Linked DNA regions of Ovis aries: region 1 is linked to region 2. The links are chromatin contacts, called in public Hi-C maps. All regions are on one chromosome and are shown on one strand. The core of a region is the stretch at or near the end of the contact, and the rest is flanking DNA. Distances in the headings are between cores, read along the strand shown. Region 1 overlaps VCAN (versican). Region 2 has its middle 100 kb from the start of RPS23.

Region 1 (4,398 bases), core at 499-2,998, 1.1 Mb after region 2:
TTGTGGATTTGACTTTAACTCTAGAGTCCCCTTTTCTTCTTTCATGAATAAACACCTCAGTCTGTCATGCAAAGTATGGTGAGAAAAAAAAAAACCACAGCTTTTAAAAAGGTAGAAACAATAAAGAAATAGCCTTTAATCCAGGAAGAGACACTTAAAAGGGACAGAGAAAAAAAGTAACAAATTGCAGGCCATAAACCATTATTTTTTTTTCTGCAGGAATGTACCGTTATTACCCTTTTATAAACACAAAGGTTCGTATCCTCCTCCCCCTCCCAGATGTCTTGGACATTGAAAAGAGAATCAAGAGAATTAACTAACTGGGTCTTCCAAGTTTGTTTGTAAGTCTGTAGGTTTGAAGGGACTGAGAATGATTTGGCAGAAAACGATGCAAAACACAACCCCCAAGCCAAAACTTTCAGTTTTACTTTTTCTACCTGAAAATCTTAGAAGACTTCCTGTCAAGTATTTGCAGATGGATGTGTGTTGGCTGTGCTGTGGTTTCAGCTCCAAGTCAAATGCCACTTCCCTGTGAGCAAGTCACACTGCATATCAACAGTAATTTAATTATGTTAAATCTCACAGGCTTCATCACATTATCCTAAAAGCCAAGAAAAATGTATGTTGTTTCCTCTTCCTTTCACACATTGCCCATGAGTAGAAGAATTTTCAGTTTCTTATCCAAAAGACCACTGAACTCTCAGTGAAAATTTTTACTTGTGTTGCAGTTCAGTTTGATTTGAAACCAAGAATTGATTCTTCTGATTCTACCCGTGAGATAGATCGAGCAATATTGTAATTGTAGAAAACAAAACACTCATCTCCTCCTTTCCCTTCCTTGAGTACAGCTGGTTTGTTACAGGCAAACAGCTGGAAGAACCACATTTAACCTCCACCAGATCACTTCATAGTTGACACAATTCCTCTTAAAAAAAGAAGAACCGATCAATGCAGTAGTTCCTTCTCCCAGAGGCTTTTCCAACAGTGCTCTGTGAAACTTGAAAATCACACACGGTTATTTAAATTTAATTGCTAATTAGTTTAAGGCAATGCATAACCAAGGAAAAGGCCAAGAAAATGTTGAATGGATTTGGCAGTTTCACGTTGCATTTGGATCGTTAGCACTTCCTGACTGAAGACCTGTACAAACAAACTTGGGGCGAAGGAACCCACTGGCATCATTCATGGTGGGGATTAAACGCAAGTGGCTTGTGGGGCTGTGCCTGGGGCCCCATCTCCCAAGTGCTCTCACAGTGGGAGGAACTCACATCCTTTGGAAACTGCTGTTGATAATTACTACTTTGTAGGGCAGTGAGCTCACGCTATTACACAAGATTAGCGCTGTGCTCCAAAGCTGGCAGATCATCTCTCCCGCACAGAGACTTGCCAGCTAGGAAAATAGTGGGCATATTGCCACTTTAACAACTATCAGGAGACCCCAAGTTAGTTTTTTTTTCCCTTCGACGTATTCATGTTTGCAGGATCCGAATCCAGGCTGCCAGCCTAGGGCAGGGACACCAAAACAAACGTCTCTTTCTCCTTTAAAACAAAGCTGCTCTTTTCCTTTGGGTAGTTGGACTAAAAGACAACAGCAAAACCATAACCTCCTTTAAAACATAAATAAACAAGGACCTAGACCAGAGTAACCTGAAGCAAGTACCAGGATCAGAAGAGGGTATATCTCTACCTCGAAGTGAGGTCATGTGCCCCGACAATTTAAATAAAACAAAATTAAATACAACCGCCCCCCTTTCCCCCATGGCGCAGACTGAAAACAAATGCCTATTGTGACCAGAGCCATCTAGGGGAAAAAGGCATTTTAAAGTTACCAAATGTTTTGATTTCTCTAATAAGTAGTCCTCCTAAGCTCCTGGCAGATAACCATTTGACCTGTGTTCTGAAAGGTGGAGAGTTGGGGGCGGAGGAAAACCCAGAGTGGTTTATCTGAGTCCTTCATTTAGAGCAAAGGTGGTTTCTTATCAGCATATGTTTCAAAAGGGTAAGCAGTCCTCTAGGGTGGGTGTTTTCTCTTTGGAGTTTGCTTTTATCCTTGTATCCTTGGGCGGTTATCTGCTTACCCCTGGCATCCTGGCATCATCTGCATTTGGCCATGGGAAGAGCAGCAGTGGCCCTACCGGTTCCAGGTGATAAAAGGAGTGTGGACACAGAGAAGTCAGCTTTTAGTACAAGGGTCATGTTTTTATAACTCATCTACATAAGTTTTTAGTTAAAAACAAACTAAATCACACGAAGACATTAACTTGTGTGCATATTGTTGTTCAACAGCTAAGTTGTATCCCTGCTCCATGGACTACAGCAGGCCAAGCTTCCCTGTCCTTCACTATCTCTTGGAGCCTACTCAAGCCCGTGTCCATTGAGCTGGTGGTGCCATCCAACCATCTCATCCTCTGTCTCCCTTTTCTCCTCTTGCCCTCATTCTTTCCCAGCACGTGGTCTTTTCCAGTGAGTCGGCTTTTCACATCAGGTGGCCACAGTATTAGAGCTTCAGCATCATTCCCTCCAATGAATATTCAGGACTGATTTCCTTTAGGATTGACTGGTTTGGTCTTGCAGTCCAAGGGACTCTCAAGAGTCTTCTCTAGCACTACATCGAAAGCATCAGTTCTTCAGTGTTCAGCATTCTTTATGGTCCAACTCTCACGTCCATATGTGACTGCTGGAAAAACCATAGCTTTGACTGTCCAGACCTTTGTTGACAAAGTGATGTCTCCGATCTTTAATACTCTGTGTAGGTTTGTCATAGCTTTTCTTCCAAGGGGCAAATTGTCTTTTAATTTTGTGGCTGTAGTCATGGTCTGCAGTGATTTTGGAGCCCAAGAAAATAAAATCTGTCACCATTTCTACTTTTTCTTCATCTGTTTCCCATGAAGTGATGGAACTAGATGCCATGATCTTAGTTTTTTGAATACTGAGTTTTAAGCCAACCTTTTCACTCTCTATAGGTGCTTATTTTTGATCTACCCTGTCCTAAGGATTTTAGGTGGCTATTATAGATTTGGCTTGTTTCTGATGCAGTTTCACCATTGATGTAAGTCATCTGATAATTTTAAAAGGCCAACTAGTAAAAATAAACTATTGTAGTTGAATGTTTTTGTCAAGTAGAAAGTTTAGATTATAGCTACATTGGCCTGTAGCCAAATAGAATGTAATGGGATTGGTACTTACTGTTTAGTTGAGGTCTATTTTTTAGAAAAGTGTTCTCTTCTTACTTTTCCTCACAAAACTGAAAAGACATAACACAGATAATTTTAATCTTTTTTTTTTCCCCATAGTTTTGGGGGGGATTCTACATTGTTTTATCTGTGACTTAGTTGGTAATTCAAAATATAATGATGGATGGATATCACCACCTAGTGGCCAGATAGTATTTTGCATTTCAAAACTTACATATTTCCAGAACAGCACTTAGGTTCCGGCAGGAGAAATATTCTCTGTGAGTTAAGTCCCTATAGCTTTAGGTTTTAAAATTCTAGTATGAATTGCATTATATTGTGAACTTGAAAGTTACATGTGATATGAGATGATTTTTCAAATACAATTGAAGCTAACACATGAAGTCACATGCTTAGTGAAATCCTAGCAACTGAGGCAAATATTAGGACCAGTCTTTCCCGTATCTTCACTTTATACACAGTAATAACAGCGGAAAGTTTTCCTTGGCTGGTTCCCTTGGCGTATGAACCTAGAGGATATTTTTGGTTTTCTTATGAAAATTTTTTTACAGTGAATTAAATCAGCAGTGTTTGGGGAAAGGGAGACTAGGTAGAAAGTAGAAACTGGATTGTTCATGGGGAAAAAAAAAAACCCACTCCAAATTATAACTTGAAGCCTTAATAAATTCTCCCAACAATTACAATAATATATTATATCATAGAATGACTTTACTGGACAAATGTCAAGAGTGGTTTTTATCAATGGAATGTATGTGATTAATTGTTTAAACATACTTGGCAAAAGCCAAAGTAGTTCTAAAACACAAAGCCATTAAGATAATCTAAATTCCAGTGAATTTTAAAGAACAAAAGATTTAGTCTAACTCAATCGAAGCTGAAAAACTGTAGATAAATATGTGTGTAGGTCCAAGGTCAGTGACAGAGGAGGCCCTTGGCAGACGCAGATTCAAGATTTGCAGTTCAGATATACATGAGAGATTTTGGGCTCCAAAATAGCTGCAGATGGTGACTGCAGCCATGAAATTAAAAGACGCTTACTCCTTGGAAGAAAAGTAATGAACAACCTAGGCACCATATTAAAAAGCAGAGACATTACTTTGCCAACAAAGGCCTGTCTAGTCAAAGCTATGGTTTTCCAGTAGTCATGTATGGATGTGAAAGATTATAAAGAAAGCTGAGTGCCAAAGAATCGATGCTTTTGAAC
Region 2 (4,006 bases), core at 1,474-3,973:
TCCATTAAAATGAAGAAACAAAAGCACTATCACAAGTGGTTGTTATGAAGATTAATGAGATCATATTTGGGAAACTCTGAGAACATGCCTGATATATTCTAAGTGATAGATTACTTTTTATAATTAGTATCTTTTAAAAACGTTTTCATTCGGTTTCTAAATTTTGGCCTGTATGGAATGCTTTCACAGTGGAATCTCTGTCTATGCTCTAGAAATCTTTCAGCGCCAGTTCAGCTTTCATTGCCCAGAATGACAGCACTAGACGTTGTAGAAAGTAAAGCTTACGTGCACTGACTATAGAACTCAATCCAGGTATCAAAGTGTTTTGGTGAGATTTATTTCTCTGGTGAGAGTGTGATTCAGAAAACATTCCAATCCCAGTTAATATAATTTTTAAATTTATTTGTAGTTTGGAAGTGTAGGATTAAGTGGATTTTCTACTTTTATCAATGCTGAACTCCATGTTGACACTGGTGGTCCAGAAAGTGTAGTTTTGCTAAGCGCTTTTAAAAGTGAAGAAAATTTAGCTAAAATGTCAATTCTTTGTTCAAATCTGTTCAAAATTCGGTCTCTTGGAGGAATTTTCCATTTTCTGAAAAAAATCCCATTGAGACTGTTGGCACATATAAATATGGATTCACTAAATGTGGGTTTGCTCAAACATAAGATATGCCCAACTAACCTCATTTCCTTTTTTGATAGACTGGGGAGACTGGTAGGGAGGGGAAATGCCACAGACAAAATGTGTCTGGATTTCAGGAAGACCTTTGATAGAGTCTCTTATGATGTCCTTGTGGGAACGATGAAGATATATGAACTGGGCGACAGTTAAACTGAAAGAACTCATGGCCAGTGGATGGTGATATGCAGGGGGCATTTGGGAGGGAGGCTGCAGAGCTGTATTTGTGGACACCACCTTCTGATCATCTTGACGTGAGATTTGGCTGATATTAATAGAGAAGAAGCATTAAGAAATGAGAATAAGGAAGAATATAAAGTTTAAAGTAAAAGCTTCTTCATTTTGGTTAGACATGTGCTGTGCGCTTATGGGCTGGAGGTGGCCTCACTTTCTTGATGAGAAAGGCTGAGAATGCTTGCTGACTGTGGGCTCTGTCTGAATATCAATTGGATGTGGGCTGCTGTGAGAACCAAGGTCATCTTCTGCTGCCTTTTAGTTAAAAATATGGTCTTAACAAAGGAAGTAATAGTAACACTACATTTAGAGTGTTGTTCTGCACTAGCTGTTACATTTTTATTTTGTAGAGAGAGGTGATAGCAAGCTGGAGTGAACCCTAATAGTGAAAAGCCTAGAAACTAATTGTACTTGAAAAAGTTGAAGGACTTGGGGTTGGTGAGGTTGGAGCAAAGAAGGCTGGGAGATGGGACTGATGACCTGATACTTGGTTTCAAATATTTAAAGGCATGTCAAGCAGAACAGGGATTTACTTCCTAGGTAGTTCTGAAAGACAGAATAGGACCAAAGGGTACAAAACATGGGGCAACTGGATTTCTTTAAGCAATAAGGGCTGTCAGATAATAGAAGAATTTGCTCACTATTGGATAAATTTAAGAAGAGGGGACAGGATAGCTGTTTAGGAGAGTTGTGAAGACCATATGTCGGAATGGCAAAAAAGCGTGGCCTTGGGGCTTGGTGAATTTATTGATGTTTGAGTTCTAGTTTCACTAGTGGCTGTGTGAACCTGGATAATAACAGTTTCTTTCTCCTATGGTTGTTTTGAAGACTTAAATTAATCCCTGTGAAGTGCTTAGCACATTACCTGGCATCTAGCAAATACCTGACACATGACAGTTATTACTATTACTGGTCCTGGTGTGAGGGAATGTTGAAATAGATGGTCTCCTACGGTAAAGCATCTGCCTATAATATGGGAGACCTGGGTTCAATCCCTGGGTCGGGAAGATCTCCTGGAGAAGGAAATGGCAGCCCACTCCCGTATTTTTGCCTGGAAAATCCCATGGTTGGAGGAGCCTGGTGGGCTACAGTCCATGGGGTCGCAAAGAGTTGGACACAGCTGAGTGACTTCACTTTCACTTTCACATTTCCAAATCTAACATTTTATATTTTGGATCTATATAAGGTTTAAAAGGTCATAGTTCTAGAAAAACCTTTCATTGCCTTGGAGTCTCCCCTTACCCGTTGCTTCACTGGAATGTTCCTTTCAGCTTATTCAGGGGTGTATCCTGGAGCATAAGCATCAGTGTTCTTTTTCTCAAATATGCATCACTAAAAATGAAGTGGCAGTGACCTTGAGAAGATGAGTTCCAATCTGAAGACCTAAGGGTATGCTTTTGTTAATTTTCTTGGGAAATGGTGATCACATTATACAGTAAATTGGAGAAGGATATGCCTAAAGTAAAATTATGTTAGAGAATTTTATGCCTACCAATTTGTTATTGTTTCTATGCCTTGTATTAATATAATATGAGTTCAGTAAGTATTGAAATAATTGTGTAATTAAAAAGAATTACAGTCATTGTTAGAGAACAGAAGACAAATGCTGCAGAGGGATAACCATGTATTATGTATTTACCGAGCTTCCTGGTTGGACCCTTCCATAGTTTGCTGACAGAACACCGACACCACATTTGTTGGCGGGGAAAACCATTTCCAGGAGTCCAGCTTCTCTTTGTCCTTTTCCTCTGCAGCCACCTCTTGCCTCTAAATTGCCTGAACACGCAGCAGAAAGTCACCAGAGGGCATTCTCAGACCATATATTATCAAGGGACTCCAGCTGAGACGTACCAGGCAATTCTCGCTTAGGTCTCCTTTCAGATGAAGAGGCACTTTCAAATTCTCGCTTGGAGTCTGAAGGCTGCCTTGCTAAATAAACCAGCACTCCACCCTGGGGTATCTATCAGCAGGGATATTTTACTGAGTCACCACAGACTTCACATCTTTCTCTTCCTGCACTGATCCTAACCAAGGCTGTCTTCAAAATCTGGACAGTCCGTGTGGGCTAGCAGAGACATGACAAATTTGGTTCCAGCTTTGACTGAATTCTTGACCTTCAGCAAATGACTTTTATGCCTCAGTTCTTAGTTTTCTCATCTGTGAAACAGAAGACTAGAACGGATGCTTGAAGATCCCTCTGAATTCTGACAGTCAACAACTAAATTCCTTCCTTTCTCCTCCCTTCCTCCTTTCCTTACTGATTAAAGGAGAAACTGGGATTTATTGACAGTGTGTTGGGGCAAGTCTATTATGAGCTTGTAGTCCTGAAGAGACAGTTTCTAAAGGACTGGCAAAACACACTGGACATTCTAAAGTTGGAGGCTGGACATCCAAGTTCTGCATGTAGACCCCTGCTCCCCACCCCTTTGTTCAGGATTCCCAGATTGGGGCATGCATGTCTTCAGGGATAAAACAGCAAAGGGACCATTACAGTCCAGGGCCTTGGAGCACTGATTCTACTTAAGAACTCTGGGGAAAAAGAAGACGTGTTTTATGTTAAACACATATATTATGAAATATAGAGTAAATTCTTACATGTATTTTTATTGTGAAATAGAAGATTTCAAAAGTGTGAGGTTTGTAGTTGAATGCTTTGGCTTATACTTCTGGATTTCCTGGAATTAAATTATTTCTTCATTTCATTAGAAGTTTTTTTCAGAGGAAGAGTTTGGGAAAGCTTAACCCTTGGAGTATATTATGAAAGTACCTTAGGTTACCTTTCCTAGAAGCAGGTAGGCATTCTGCTACATGTAATTTACTAAGATCATGGTCTTTAAAGAAAAAAGCCTGCTAATAAAGTGAGAGAAACTGGATAGGAAAGAGGAAAGAGCTGAACAATGATGTGGTTTCAAGGATCATAATTGGATTTATGGAGGTGGGGAATAAACCACATCATTGAATTCACTGCCCTTGAGGCAAAGGGGCTGAGATTTTGTATCTCCATATCACTTAGTCATTGTCTGCAGGCTATCCTTGCATGAAGCCTGAGGGGTGACTCTCTTCTTTGGGAGTGGGAAGGACAGTTGGGGGCCA

What was found. A called contact is a pair of places that touch in the nucleus more often than the background predicts.
Region 1: a Hi-C map of hypothalamus shows a contact between it and region 2, with 9 times the contacts expected there. The contact joins two enhancer-like sites. A contact is called at or near these places in 6 of 16 Hi-C or Micro-C datasets (hypothalamus, liver, omental adipose tissue and 2 more).

Annotation. Positions count from the first base shown.
Region 1 is chr5:81,000,718-81,005,115 of ARS-UI_Ramb_v3.0, forward strand. All of the region lies in intron 10 of VCAN (versican), which reads left to right. Among named protein-coding and RNA genes, the nearest start is that of TRNAS-GCU, 70 kb to the right of the region's middle. Within about 2 kb of position 1,749, at least 13 of the 54 cell types and tissues checked have an H3K27ac peak or open chromatin away from gene starts, as enhancers often do. A contact at or near this core is called in hypothalamus, where this site is marked.
Region 2 is chr5:79,877,063-79,881,068 of ARS-UI_Ramb_v3.0, forward strand. No RefSeq gene overlaps it. Among named protein-coding and RNA genes, the nearest start is that of RPS23, 100 kb to the left of the region's middle. Within about 2 kb of position 2,724, at least 11 of the 54 cell types and tissues checked have an H3K27ac peak or open chromatin away from gene starts, as enhancers often do. A contact at or near this core is called in hypothalamus, where this site is marked.